Regions from separate parts of the Mus musculus genome. Here regions 2 and 3 are each linked to region 1. Evidence: chromatin contacts called from public Hi-C and HiChIP or PLAC-seq data. All regions are on one chromosome and are shown on one strand. The core of a region is the stretch at or near the end of the contact, and the rest is flanking DNA. Distances in the headings are between cores, read along the strand shown.

Region 1 (3,958 bases), core at 62-2,561:
AGGGATACTGGCAAAATATCAAAGATTATATGAAAATTCATATTTTGGGCCAGCAGGGTAGTTCAAAAGATATAGGCGCTTGTGTTGTGCAGTTTTAAAAACACACTACAGCCTTTGCCCCAGAGCTGCGACCCTGCTACCAGCCCCTCTTGGCTCCTTCTTGTTTCTCCTGGCTTAGCTCTGGGATCCAGCTGCTAACACTGACCTGGTTTCTCTTTCCCACTGGAGGAGTTGTGTTACCGGCCCACTCCTGAGACCCTTGCATCCGTGGATAAAACACACACACACACACACACACACACACACACACACACACACACACACACACACACACACAGCTCTGTTACCTTTAGAATATGCCTCTAAAGGCACAAGTGCTGGGCACAGATACCTCCTGCCTGAAAATTCCTTGGCTCCTGCCCATAGCGGAGGCCACACGCCCAAGCTGCCCTGAGACCTTACATGACTACTGCTTTCTTCTCAGTCAAAGCATGTCAGAAAAGCCCACCACCCCTTTCCCTGCCTTTCCTTTTTCTCTGGGGACCTGGAAGTTCCAACTGTACCTTCTGTCCAGCAATTGCCCACCCTCTTCTTTATTGACAAGTCAAGAATCAATTGGAGAGCTAGACCCTAGCAACAGAACCTCCCCTTACATGCTTTTCATCATGCCTGAGTTCAATCCCAGAACATACATGGTATAGGGAGAGAACCCTGTCCCACAGGTTACCCTCTGACTGCCACCAGGAACCAGTAAAATGTTTTGTTGAAACTCAGCTGTGCTCTTTCCTGCTTGCGTGGTACTGAGATGCTTCCATATTCTAATGGCAGGGTCCTTGCCACTGGGACTTGTTACTGATTGTAGTTTCTACCTGAGCCTTCACAGGAACTTTGATACTGCCACAACCAATAGTGTGGGTTACTTTAAGGAAAAGAAGAAAAATGAGGTGTGTGTGTGTGTTTCACTACCCCTTCTGCCACTGTAAGATAGCAGGCAAAGCCAATAGAACCTAGACATTTGTTTTCTCCTTCTGGTGGTTTAGGCCCCTTTGGGCAGGCATGTTTCCAGTCATCCCATGGATGGAGGTATGGAGTCAGGCTGAACTTAAATTCTTCCAGAGAGTCCCCACGCCTCCTTGGCGGGACAGTACTTAGAGCCCTGGGATTGAAGAAGGAAGGGGTCAGCAGGGCTCAGCCACCCTTGTTTGAGAGAGTGGTGTGAGTCCTGACTCTGTTCTAGCCACTCCCAGGTCACCTTGGCTCCCTGGGCTGGGCTGGGAGTCACCAGCCAAGGGCTAGTTTACATCACAAAGTGACCTGGGGCTCTTTCCTGGCTTTCCTTTGGCAGGCCTTTAACAATCTGAAGTAGAGGGCTGGGCGGGCAAGTCTTCCCAGGGAATTTCCTTGAGGCTGTTTTCTGGTGTCACCTGACTGCCCTTTGCTTATCTACTTCCTTCTGCCAGGCTGGGATCCTCGGACCTCCCAGACTGCACCAGATTCCTTGCTAGGCAGTCACCCCTCCAAGTCTTAGAGTGTCAGAGTTGCAAGAGACAAACCTGGGTGGGAGACCCCACAAAGACAATGGTTCCCCACTGTCTTTTTATGGTATATGATTATGATTTACGGTGTGAAGATGTAATGCATGCTTTAAAGTATTGGTTCAGGTTTAAAAAGTGACTTGATTGGCTGAGACCTCGAGTGGCTACCAAGTTGGTTGGTAGAGTGTTCACCTACCCTGAACAAAGCCTGGGGTTTGCCCTCAGTATCCCATAACCCCTTAAACTGAGGGCGGTGGTGTCTGTGACCTGTAATCAAATGCCCTGGAGCTGGAGCAGGAGGATCATTCATTCTCCAGGTCATTATCAGGTGAGGACCCTGTGTCAGAAACAAAGCAACCCCACTTTTGTTTCATAGCTCTGAAATAAAAATTCTCATTTCCAGTAATGATTTTCTCCTCTCCATTATCAAATAATTGCTTAGTTGAAAAGATCTTAATACAGACATGTTGTAAGATTCTTGTGATAGCCTTAAGTACAAGCCTTCCAGATAGAAAAGGTGAAAAAGAATCACACATAACAGCCTGGCCCTTTCACCCTTTGTGTGTTTGAGTTTGTCTGGGGAACGAACCTCTGTGAGTCTCCACCTTAATCCAGTGGGGCTCCTGGTTTCTAGTTCTGCTGTTGGCTAGTTGAGAGACCTTGCTTGTCAAATCAATATCCCAGTAGTCTCCAGCACCACTGTGTTCCCATGAGTGAAGCTGCTCGTTAATGCTCTCCAGAGGAAATCCCCGGGCCTTGCTGCACTTTGCTTGGAGTTTCTGTCATGGTCACTCCTTCCTTCCCTTGACCACAGACACTCTATCTATTCTTCAGAGTTCTCTCCCATGCCACCTGCATGTGCCAGCCTGTTTCAGATGCCCTGTCCATTGTCAGGGTGGACCTAGCCTTCCCATCTCCTAGTCTACTAAGGAATTATTAATTCTGCTTCATCCTGTCCCTCTTTTGCTGACTGATACTCTTTCAGAGGACCCAGCACCCATAAAAGAGCCACACAACAGCCTATAGCTCCAGTTCCAGTGGCCCTAACACCCTCTATTGGCCTCTGCAGGCATGCACACATGCACCCATAGATTTGAAAATTTTAAATTAAATCTAAAAGAAAAAAGAACTGGCTCTGGTATTCCCAGTACAGAGAAGGTAAAGACTGCTAGGTCCCTGGGGTTTGCTGGCTTATCAGTCTAGCTGGACTGGTGAACTCTTATCTCAAAAAGTATGGTGGAAAACCAGGCATGATAACAAACTCATTTAATCTCAGAAATTTGCAGATTCTGTGAGGGTTAGGGAGGTCAGTCTGGACCTAGTATGTGTAAGCCTTGAGGCACACATGGGCAGGGCAGCTGATCTAGAGGAACAGGATGACATGGGAGAGGCCGGGTGGCTGGAGATCGTCCTAGGCATGTATGTTTGAGAGGAAGGTTCCATAGATTAGATTCCCATTCAGATGAAGAAGCTCACCATGTGATCCTGGCCCACAACCCAGGCGTTAAGTGTGAGATGCCAGTGCTGTCTCTTGGGGCAGACTTAGAAACAATTCTTTATCTGGCAAGAGCTGCCTCTGCTTGGCCTGAGTGGAGGTCAGCTTGTAGAACCTGGGGCCAGTGCTAATTGGCCCCCTGGAGTGCCTGTACACTCACATAATGACCACTTGGGCCTCTGCCAACACCATCTATATTCTTCAGCAAAGGCAAGGATACTGGAAGAACCAGTTAGGGTGTGGAAGGCCCTTAGAATGTCCAGGCCTAAGGAGTGCTAGACTCTTGGTTCAGGGGCTCAGAAACAGAGCTAAGGTGAGGGAGGTAAAAACAGATCACTGGGGCTCTCTGGCCAGCCAGGCTAGTAAACTTGGCAGCCCCAGGTCAGTTGGCTAGTGCTTGAGGAAGGGCAGCTGTTGGTTGTCCTCTGGCTGCCAAATTTATGTGTATATACTGCGCTCCTGGACACACCCATACAACAGAGCTTCTGCACACAGACACGCCCACCTACATGCACACAGTGGTGAATAGAGAAGGGTGAATGACTCTGTACGGCCATATCCGGTCTGGGGTCCGGTCAGTAATCTCTGTGGTCCACATGCTGGCTGGGACCCTTCTACTGACTCTCAGGGCCCCAGGGTTTGCAGAGTGCTCTGCATGTGATTGCTGCTCAGCCACATGGTCCAAATGGTTCCATTTCTTTCTAGCTCTGCCTGTTCCGGTGTCCTCACTCAGGCTTGTTTCCACGGCAGCTCGTTCTCCCAGCTCTGAAGGCTGGGAGAGAAGAGTCACAGTGCTGGGCTGTTTCTTGGGCACCCATGGAAGGTGCTGCTGTCGGCCACTAACTTTCTGGTGTCTCCAGGCAGTCTTTGGCTTGTGTCCACATCTTTTCTTTACCTCTGACATCCTGTCTTTGTTGTCTGTCATCTC
Region 2 (4,560 bases), core at 707-3,206, 110 kb after region 1:
CCTGTCATCTCCCTAGGGTACCAGGGGAATGTTAGGCAGATCCCTGCAAAGGCCCCGAGATAACCTGGCTCCCAAGGCCATTATGCTCGCACAGCTCATTTAAGTGCTGGAAACTGCTCCGCTCAGGAATGGAATGTTCCAGCAAGCCCATTTGATTTTCAAATCACTTCCCTCAGAGCTGTAGTCTCCCCCAGAGCAAACCCTGGCCAGGGTTTCCTCAAATCCAGGGGCTAAGCTGGCTGGCTGCTACTGAAGTGGGGGAAGGGCACCCTAGCCTGTGCTCCCTACCCTCATCCTAGCCCCAGTTATTATCCCAGTTATAAAAACCTGGCCCCATAGAGAGAGCAGAACGCCCTGCTCCACTGTGACAGATGCCCTGGGTGCTTGTGTGGTCTCACTTGCATTTCTTACTCTAATCGTCTCCCTCGGGCTTTCCGTACTTGTGGAGGAGGAAACTTGGGAATTCCCCCCTCATTCCTGAATTGTTCGCCTGGAACCTCCCTTTAGGACAAGGCCAACAGAGGGCCCCAGGACAGTTGGGTGCAACCCAGTTCTCAAGCCTTTTAAGCTCGTAGGAATGTTCCCCTCTGCCATCTGAGGCCCAACAGGGACCACAGAGCAGTCCTACCTCTGAGCTCAGAGGGCAGGTCTCAGCATCAGGAGATGAGATGTGCACGCGTTTATGCAAGCTAAGCAAGGGACAGGTTTGTCCCTTCCCTCAAACCTGTCCACGAGCAGTTGATCCACCTGGTTTAGGGTCCCTGGCCAAACTCTTCCTTTTCCGACAAGATGCATATGTGTGTATGTTCCCACGGAGCCCAGGCTAACCTTGAACTTGCTGTGTACTTGATGATGACCTTGAAACCCTCCTGCCCCCACCTGCTGTGTACTAGGACTGCAGGTGTGCAGCATCACACTTGGTTTAAACAATGCTGGGATTGAACCTAGGGCCACATACATGCTAGGCAGCACTCTACCACGGGAACTCTATACTCAGATCACAGGGTTTTTGTTTTCTAAAATGTAATATTTTGTTATTGAGGGTTTCATACATGCATACAATTTATTTTGATCATATTCATCCTTCTTCAGCTAACTCCTCCCAGATCCACCCCCTCATCCCCTCCAGCTTTGAGCCATCACTCCTCCTCCTCCTCCTCCTCCTCCTCCTCCTCCTCCTCCTCCTCCTCTTCTTCCTCTTCCTCCTTGAATTTGTGCTCCCCGTGGACTAATTCACTGGAGCATGGTCAACATTCCAGGGGCCACACCTTTAAAGCAAACTGTCTTTATCTTCTCAAAGCCATCAACTGTCAATTGCTCCTCAGCTAAGGCCTGGGGCTCCCGAGCCCCTCCCTGTCCATGATGGAATGCTGACTGGCTTGGTCTTAGGTAGGTCTTACACAGGTAGCCACAGCTGCTGGGAGTTCTTAAGTGTAGTGGTCCTGTCGTGTCCAGAAGACACTACTTCACCCCATTCCTACTGGAATGGCTCTATGTAATAATCTTTCTGTCCCTTCTTTAGTGATGGTCCCTGAAACTTGGGGGATAGAGCTGTGACAGAGAAGTCCTGTTTGTGGTAGAGCACTCCGCTAACACTTAGTCTCTGCACTTTAACCAGTGTGGGTGCCTGTTAACTATCATCTACTATACAAGGAAGTGTCTCTGTTGAGTCTGAGAGCTGTACTCAGACTGTGGCAAGAGTTCACAGGGCTCACTACTGAGTTGTCTCTTGGCTGTTTGTCTTTAAGTCAACTGTATGGTTTTTGCATGTGATGTTGTCATTGTTACCAATGTCCTTTTGCCATGATGTCAGATTGGAGACAGCAGCTATTATTACTTTACTGTAAAGTCACAGGTCTGAGGATTATTAGGACATGGAGAAGTGGCCGTGGCTCTGCTGACTCTAAGCATCAACTTTAGGAGAGGAACAAAAGGCCCCAGGCAATCGAGCTGACCACAGTGATTCACAGAGTCCTTGGAGCAAGGCTTGCTGGGTCTCCTCTCAGACTAGGAGATGATGTAATAGAGAAGTGTGGCAGGTGACAGCCAAAAGAACCAAGGACTGAAGCAGGAGAATGACTGCCAACATACAGCCAGTGAATCCTCTTGCCTTCTGGGCTCACCGAGACTTCTCTCCTCGCCCTGTTTTATAGTGTGGATGTCAGTCTCCCTGGGCTGAGAATCCCTTTCTCCCTTTGTCTTCTCCCCAGAGAGCGCTTACCCGAACATCTACTCAACATCAAGATTCTCCAGGAGCTTTCCAGAAAGACTCCCAGCCAGCCCCTGTAATGGGAATAGGAACTTTCAGAAGTGTCCACAGCTGCTCATGAGCCAGGGGTTCTGGGAGACGTTGCATGAGGTCCCAGTGTTCTCTAGTTCCTGGTGGGAGGGTGGCAACAGGAAGTTGGTCCTGAAGGTCACTGAACTGGTTTCTGTGACAGGAACCTGACAAAGGCAACTTAAAGGATAAAAGGTTTCTTCTGGCTCCCAGTACACAGATGCAGTCGGCCATGGAAAGGAAGTGGCTGGTCACACTGCAGCCAGCGTCGGGAAGCAGAAGGAGATGATGCTAAGCTGACTTCCTCCTGTACACCTGACCAGGCGCATCAGTCCACCTGACAGTACCACTGACATGCAGAGTATTCTCCTGCCTCTTACCTGGTCTGGATATTCTCTGTGGAATGCCCACAAGTTTGTCTGTATGGTGGTTTAGTTTAGTTGGCACAACCTAGAGTCCCCCTGGGAAGAACATATCAGCGAGAGATTGTGTAGATCTGGTTGGCCTGTGGGAGCGTTGGGGAGGGGGGCGTGTCTCTTGATTTTCTTAATTGATGTGAAATTCAGTCCATATTTGTATGAGAATGTCATAATGCAATCTATTATAAATCTGTATAATTTTCAGGGAATTTAGAAATATTGGATAGAGCGCCAGAGAGATGTCTCAGCCTGTAAAAGTGATTTGGGAGAGCAAGCTACACAAGCTGTCCTCTGATCTGTCTGTACACATGTGCATACCCACCTACTACCACGGCATACAACCCCCACCCTCCTCACACACACATCATGTACACAATAGTAATTAATAATACTGACAACATTAAAATCTCATTGGATGGATCTGAAGGCTGAGGGCTACAGGTTTGCACCACCCAGCCCCAAGCTGACTCCCTCGGGAGTCCATCACCCCACCCCCAGACCTCATTAATACTACAGCTGCTTCCCCTGTTTCCAGGTGGTGAACACATGGAAGCCATCTGCCCCACGAGGCACCCTCCCTTTCCCAGTGATGATCTGGAACCACAGAGATGAGCAGGAAACATCTGCTCCTAAGGTCTCATTTTGTGATCAACCCTACTCCTAGGTCAGACAGGACAAACCCTGATGATGCCTCTGTGCCCACCAACGGCATATTGTTACTTTGTTACAAGAGTAACAAAGTCGAGAGTATCAAACCGTCAGGCTGCTGCAGAGATCCAAGTGAACAGTTACCCTGGGAGACTCACCTCTCAAAACTGAAATCTCCTTGCACCTACCTCATTTCTGGCCATCTACTGCCACCTGCTGGCAAGACAAGTTCTATGTGTAAGAGGACAAAAGGAAAGCTGTAGGAATTTCCACAGTTGCTTCTCCTACACAGTACCAAGAGCATCTGTTAAGACAACACACATGGTGGTGTTACGGTTGATGTGGATTTCTTATGCATCTCTCTATGAGTGTATGATGTGTGTGTGTGTATGTGTGTCTGTGTTCCACGTTTGCTTGTGTACGTGTGTTTGCAGGTACTTGTCAGCCTGTGTCAGTAGCAAGCAGAGGTTGAGGTTAGATATCTTCCTTGATGGTTCTTCACTTTACATATGAGGCAGGGTCCTTCACGGTCCCAGAGTTTGCCAATTCAGCACATCGAACTCTCCAGCTTGCTCTGGGGATCTTGTCTTCGTCTTCTGAGCTGTGGGATAGATAGGTGGGCTGCCACATCAGACAATGAGATTGCATGTGCATGTCACCACATCTGACTTTTTAAAAAGTAAAGCCTTTAAAACACTTTAAAAGTTATATCTATTTAATTGTGTGTGTGTGTGTGTGTGTGTGTGTGTGTGTGTAGTTTCATGACCTTATGTGTATACCACATACATACATGTTTCTGTGGAAGCCAGAGAGGGCACTAGATCTCCTGGAACTGGAGTTGTGAGCTGCCTGATACCCCTATGCTGGGAACTGAACTGGGTTATTTGCAAGAGCAGCCAGCTTTTAATCACTGCTCTCAAGACCCCCAAACCCAGCTTTTCATGCAGTTGCCGGGGACTGAACCCCGCTCCTCCTGCTTTCAGAGTTTATCAGTAACTTTCCTAGTGCTGTGAAGAAACACCACGACCACACCCACTTATAAAGGATGGGATCGACTCACGGTTCCAGAAGGAGAGGGTCCATCGTGATGAGAAGCACTGAAGCAAGCAGCAGGATGGCGGCTGGAGCACAGAGCTGAGAGATCACATCTTCAACTGCAAACACAAAGTAGACAGCAGGCTGTAAGCCCGCCTCCAGTGACCGGCCTCTTAAAGG
Region 3 (4,338 bases), core at 1,364-3,863, 110 kb before region 1:
CCCAGTTATATTCAGGTACCAGTTCCATACACCTCAGATTACAGCATACTTAATTTCACACATATGAAAATAAATATATTGCCCTGAAAACTTTATAGAAAAGCAGGATTAGGATCCAGGCCATACACAGGCCAGAGGTTGGTCCCATTGCCTGTGAGCGCCAAACTGTCTGTCTCAGCTTCATTTAACACACCAAACCCACTGGCCACAGGTGCAGAGAGTAAGTGTCTAAAGATGCATCCATATGCCACCTTAATTGGCGTCATTTTCATACACTAACAGCCACTAATGGCTAGTTTCTCAACAGAGTCAGCACGCTCTACTAACCCACTTAATAGTGCCAAGGCTTACCTGTTTATCAAGCGAGTTTCTTGCCCTTTGGTTCTAAATGAAGGCAGCTGCATGTTTTCACCATGTAGGCTCTGACTGAGTGTGGTCCTCTAAGGACTAGGGGACCAGACTGAGGGCACAGTCCTCTGCACCCATCCCTTGGAACAGTGAGTCTGGAGCACAGGGGGTTTGCCTGGTGAAAACAGAAAGCCTGTCATGCTTAGGTGGAAACCAGCATGTCCCCTGTAGATGGCATTGACATTCCCTACTCTATCAGATGACTGACAGTCGCTGTGTGTGGCAAAGCTGTGTGCATCTGGGAAGCACTGACTACTTGCTTTATTATTATAAGTTTTAATTTTCTGTCTGAAAAGATTCAATATTACCCTGTAATAAGAATTGCTGGCATGAAATCTACTTGTGTTCTTTTTGTTTCGTGTTTTTAATTTTTGTTTGTTTTTAAGACTTTATGTTTACGCTGGGTAACTTTTAAATGGCTTTTACTGAATTACTCATTTCGTTACTCATAAATTCCCTGCTATCTACCCTTTTTTAATGGAAAAAAAAAAAGTGAGCCAAAATCACTCACAAGGCAGCATGCACATAATGCTAATTCTGCCCCTGCTTCACACTCTAACCAGGGAGGTTCATGTAGGTGTGAGTTGACCGTCATGGGCTCTGTAATTCGTATAGCAATAGTAGCTCACCTCCAAAACTTGATGGAATAAGATGACGTTTACAATCGTCAGCAAGTGCATTAAAAAAGGGGATAGTATGACATACAATTGTTTTTCTTTATTAAAAAATTTGTTACTGTGTATGAGTCTTTTGACTAGCAGTGTTTAAATTATGTTCCCTGCCTGTGGTGGTAGAGGGGTAAATTGTTTTGAATTTGATAATTTAAAATAGTTAAACAATACTTTATTTAATGTTCATCAGTTTTATTGATGATGTCTTGTTTTCTGTCCAAAAGCTTAAATGTATCATTTCATAAGTAAGTCAATTCATAGGGCCTGCTTAGCAGGTAAAGGCGCCTGACAACCTGAATTCTATATCTGAGACCCACACAGTGAGAACTGGCTCCTGCAAGTTGTCCTCTGACTCCCATCTGAGTACCATATCCCCTCCCCACAAAATAATCAATAAATTAACATGTAATTTAAGAAGAAGGACCAATTCCTGTAAAATGCTACATCCCAGCGTATTCTAAATGCTGAAGTGTGGCGAAGGCAGAGATTTGTTTTTCCTTATTAACTCAGGAAGGACATAGTTTTTATCTTAACATTTAATTAAGTATTAGAATTTTGATAAGTAAACCTTTCCTCAGTGGCCGCTAAGTCCTTCCTGGAATGCATAGCTCCACAGTCTTTCTCCTGCTGGAGCTTTGGTAAAGCTGGTCAGCTGGCTTAGTGGGACCTTAACAAGAAAGTCTTGGTTTACCCTGATGAAGAACAGCCTTGGGGGCTGGAGAGGCGGCTCCGTGGTTAGGAGCGCTTACCGCTGACCCATTCTGAGCTGCCAGCACCTGTATTAGGCAGCCTTTCACTCCAGCTCCAGGGCATCTGGCACCCTTTTCTGGCCTTTGAGCACATGTGTGACATACACTCACACAGACACACAAGCATGAACACACACACACGGTTTTAAATAAGAACTTTAAAATAATTGCTTAAATTGTAAAAACTTATCTTAAGTTTTTTGATTCTTTCTGCCTTTTCTATATAAAATTTATCATTCAAAAATCCTTAAAGGGACTCAGGTAAAATTTATACTGATAATGTTCTAAAAAGAAGTCACTAGCTTTTTGTGGTGTTTATTAGGTAATTTTAGTAAATTTAAACACTAACATTAACTCTTAATAACACTAAGGAAAATTAAGGTCAGTGTAATAATTTATCTCAGAGTTTTACTTTTTCCATCAGTTTGTATGAAATCTTGTTTCCCAAACCATGAAACTTGCTTATGTTGGACAAGCATCAGGGGCACTTACTTTCCTCTAGAAGAAAAGCTAAATAGATTAAAAGATTCAACCAAAGGCCCCGTTTGCTTCTATAATAAGTTCTATCATCTGTCTCAAGCCCTGTCGGGAACATAATGTCTAGAACAGGCTTCACTTAAAAAATCAAAATCCAGAGAAGGAAAAGCCCAAGTTGTGACCCATTAGTGTTAAATGTGAGTACCTTAGTCCCTACCACTGGCAGGCAAGTCCCGTGCAGTTCAAACTGGCTAGGGAATGTTGGTGTCTCTGTCTTTAGTGGGAGGAGGCAGGACTCCTCCAGAGGACTGAGAAAATGTAAGTAGACTAACAGGTTCTGCTTTTGTTTTCTGAATAGATCGGTTTGGGCTGGGCCAGTCAGGACGAATCCCTGGTTCTGTGAACGCCATGAGAGTCTTGAGTACCAGCACTGACCTGGAAGCAGCAGTGGCTGACGCTCTGGTAAGGGGCACAGGGAGGATGGAATCACAGTTACTCATCTGCACTTGATCTTAGCCAAAAGGCCGAGAGGTGATACAGTTACTCATCTGTATATTCTGTCTTAACATCAAAGTGCCCTCAAGTAAGGTGACTAAGTTGTCTTCTGTACTCTTCTTCCAAAGTGTGTGAGTAGGGCTGGGATGATGGCTCAACCACCAAAGCACAGGCAAGCGTGAGTTCAGATGCCAGGTTCAGGGGTGACCTGCCTGTATTCCCAGAGAGCAGAAACGGGGTCCTCTGAGCCAGCTGGCCAGCTAGACTCCATACTAGTACTCTGTAGGATCTCATGAGAAACCCTGTCTCAAGTGAGTAAGGTTAGGACAGCCAAGGCCGTGCTCACAAAGCACATATGTATTCACAGGAGAAAAAGAAAAGCTATGTAAAGTTTATTGTTATTTTTTCCTCTCACACTTTTTACGACACATAGTCAAATTGGCCTTCCAGGAAACAGCGGCGTCAGGAACCTGACCCATGCTTCTGGGTATTCAGGAAATCTTGATGGCATTGGGCTCCCCACATGTCATCTAGCTATGGCTTTTGTTTTCTGTATATCATAGCTTCTTTTCCCACACTGTTTCCTGGTTTCCACCCCGTTGCCTCTGTTGCTTCACAGGCTTTGAGACCGGAAACTTACATTTATTCTGTTATATGAATCTGACTTAGGAGAGTCACCCACACCCCCCAAAATGGATCAACTTAGTATTTGAGAAAAATAGCTGAGACTGGAGAGCTAGCTAATAAAACACTTGTCGTGGAAGCACAAGGACCTGGGTTAAAGCCCAGAACCTGTGTATATAAAGCACCATGTGTGGTAGTACACCCCAGGCATCCCAGTGCCAGGGAGATGGAATGGCTGGCAGCAAGGTCAACAGCATCTGAGGAATGGCACCCCAGTTTGACTCTCTCTCTCTCTCCCTCTTTCTCTCTCTCTCTCTCTCTCACACACACACACACACACACACACAGAAAATTTTCCTAAATGTTAAGATTTAATCTCTAAAGTTGTAAAGCATGGGGGGGGGGCGGATTTTGCATATTAATTATAATATTTGGGGGAAAAAACATCAAGTGCACATGGCTCCTTCAGTCTGTGGCACAGCAAATATTCCTGTTGGGTCAGCTTCTGCTGAACTTGCCTCCTGGCTGGTAGAAAGAGTGCATTAGAAATACATGCTCTTCAAAATGTTCTCTTTGGTGCCCTACCCACTGCTGCTCTAAGATGTATTCTCTTGTTAGGAAACAAGCAAACATAACAACACTACCCTCCTTTTCAGTCTGAAGTTTTGAATTTAGCCTGTGCCACCTGATCGGTGCTTTACTGCCCTTGGCTGCCTGCTCTTGTCACTTTGCATCTCAGCTTTGTCTGTTCCTCGCAGTCAGGTTCTTTCCTTAGTGTGCATCTGAGAGGAAGCCGTTAGCCACTCTCAGACTCTCTGCTCAGCAGCCAGCCTGGCCAGCCTACTCATCAGCCTTATGCGCAGAAGGACTTTTTTCTGGCAGGTACCAAAGTATGTAGTACTGTTCTAACCATG

Evidence for each region. Hi-C and Micro-C count contacts between places; a contact is called where the count stands out from the background. HiChIP or PLAC-seq counts read pairs in DNA pulled down with a chosen protein or histone mark.
Region 2: a contact with region 1 is called in a Hi-C map of uterus, with 2.8 times the contacts expected there. The contact joins two enhancer-like sites. A contact is called at or near these places in 3 of 39 promoter capture datasets (the 3T3-L1 cell line, the C10 cell line and trophoblast stem cells), 8 of 484 Hi-C or Micro-C datasets (B cells, the Ba/F3 cell line, cortical neurons and 5 more) and 8 of 115 datasets of contacts at active chromatin or transcription factors (embryonic stem cells, epiblast stem cells, extraembryonic endoderm stem cells and 1 more).
Region 3: an H3K27ac HiChIP or PLAC-seq map of embryonic stem cells shows a contact between it and region 1, with 5 read pairs. The contact joins two enhancer-like sites. A contact is called at or near these places in 2 of 115 datasets of contacts at active chromatin or transcription factors (both in embryonic stem cells) and 2 of 9 other capture datasets (adipose tissue and pancreatic islet).

The regions. Positions count from the first base shown.
Region 1 is chr1:118,646,885-118,650,842 of GRCm38.p6, forward strand. All of the region lies in intron 2 of Tfcp2l1 (transcription factor CP2-like 1), which reads left to right. Among named protein-coding and RNA genes, the nearest start is that of Tfcp2l1, 21 kb to the left of the region's middle. Within about 2 kb of position 1,312, at least 44 of the 459 cell types and tissues checked have an H3K27ac peak or open chromatin away from gene starts, as enhancers often do. A contact at or near this core is called in embryonic stem cells, trophoblast stem cells and uterus, where this site is marked.
Region 2 is chr1:118,756,210-118,760,769 of GRCm38.p6, forward strand. No RefSeq gene overlaps it. Among named protein-coding and RNA genes, the nearest start is that of Tfcp2l1, 130 kb to the left of the region's middle. Within about 2 kb of position 1,957, at least 24 of the 459 cell types and tissues checked have an H3K27ac peak or open chromatin away from gene starts, as enhancers often do. A contact at or near this core is called in trophoblast stem cells and uterus, where this site is marked.
Region 3 is chr1:118,536,603-118,540,940 of GRCm38.p6, forward strand. Clasp1 (CLIP associating protein 1) reads left to right here. Exons shown (of 43, transcript NM_001359328.1): 26 at 2,664-2,767. Among named protein-coding and RNA genes, the nearest start is that of 2900060B14Rik, 80 kb to the left of the region's middle. Within about 2 kb of position 2,614, at least 15 of the 459 cell types and tissues checked have an H3K27ac peak or open chromatin away from gene starts, as enhancers often do. A contact at or near this core is called in embryonic stem cells, where this site is marked.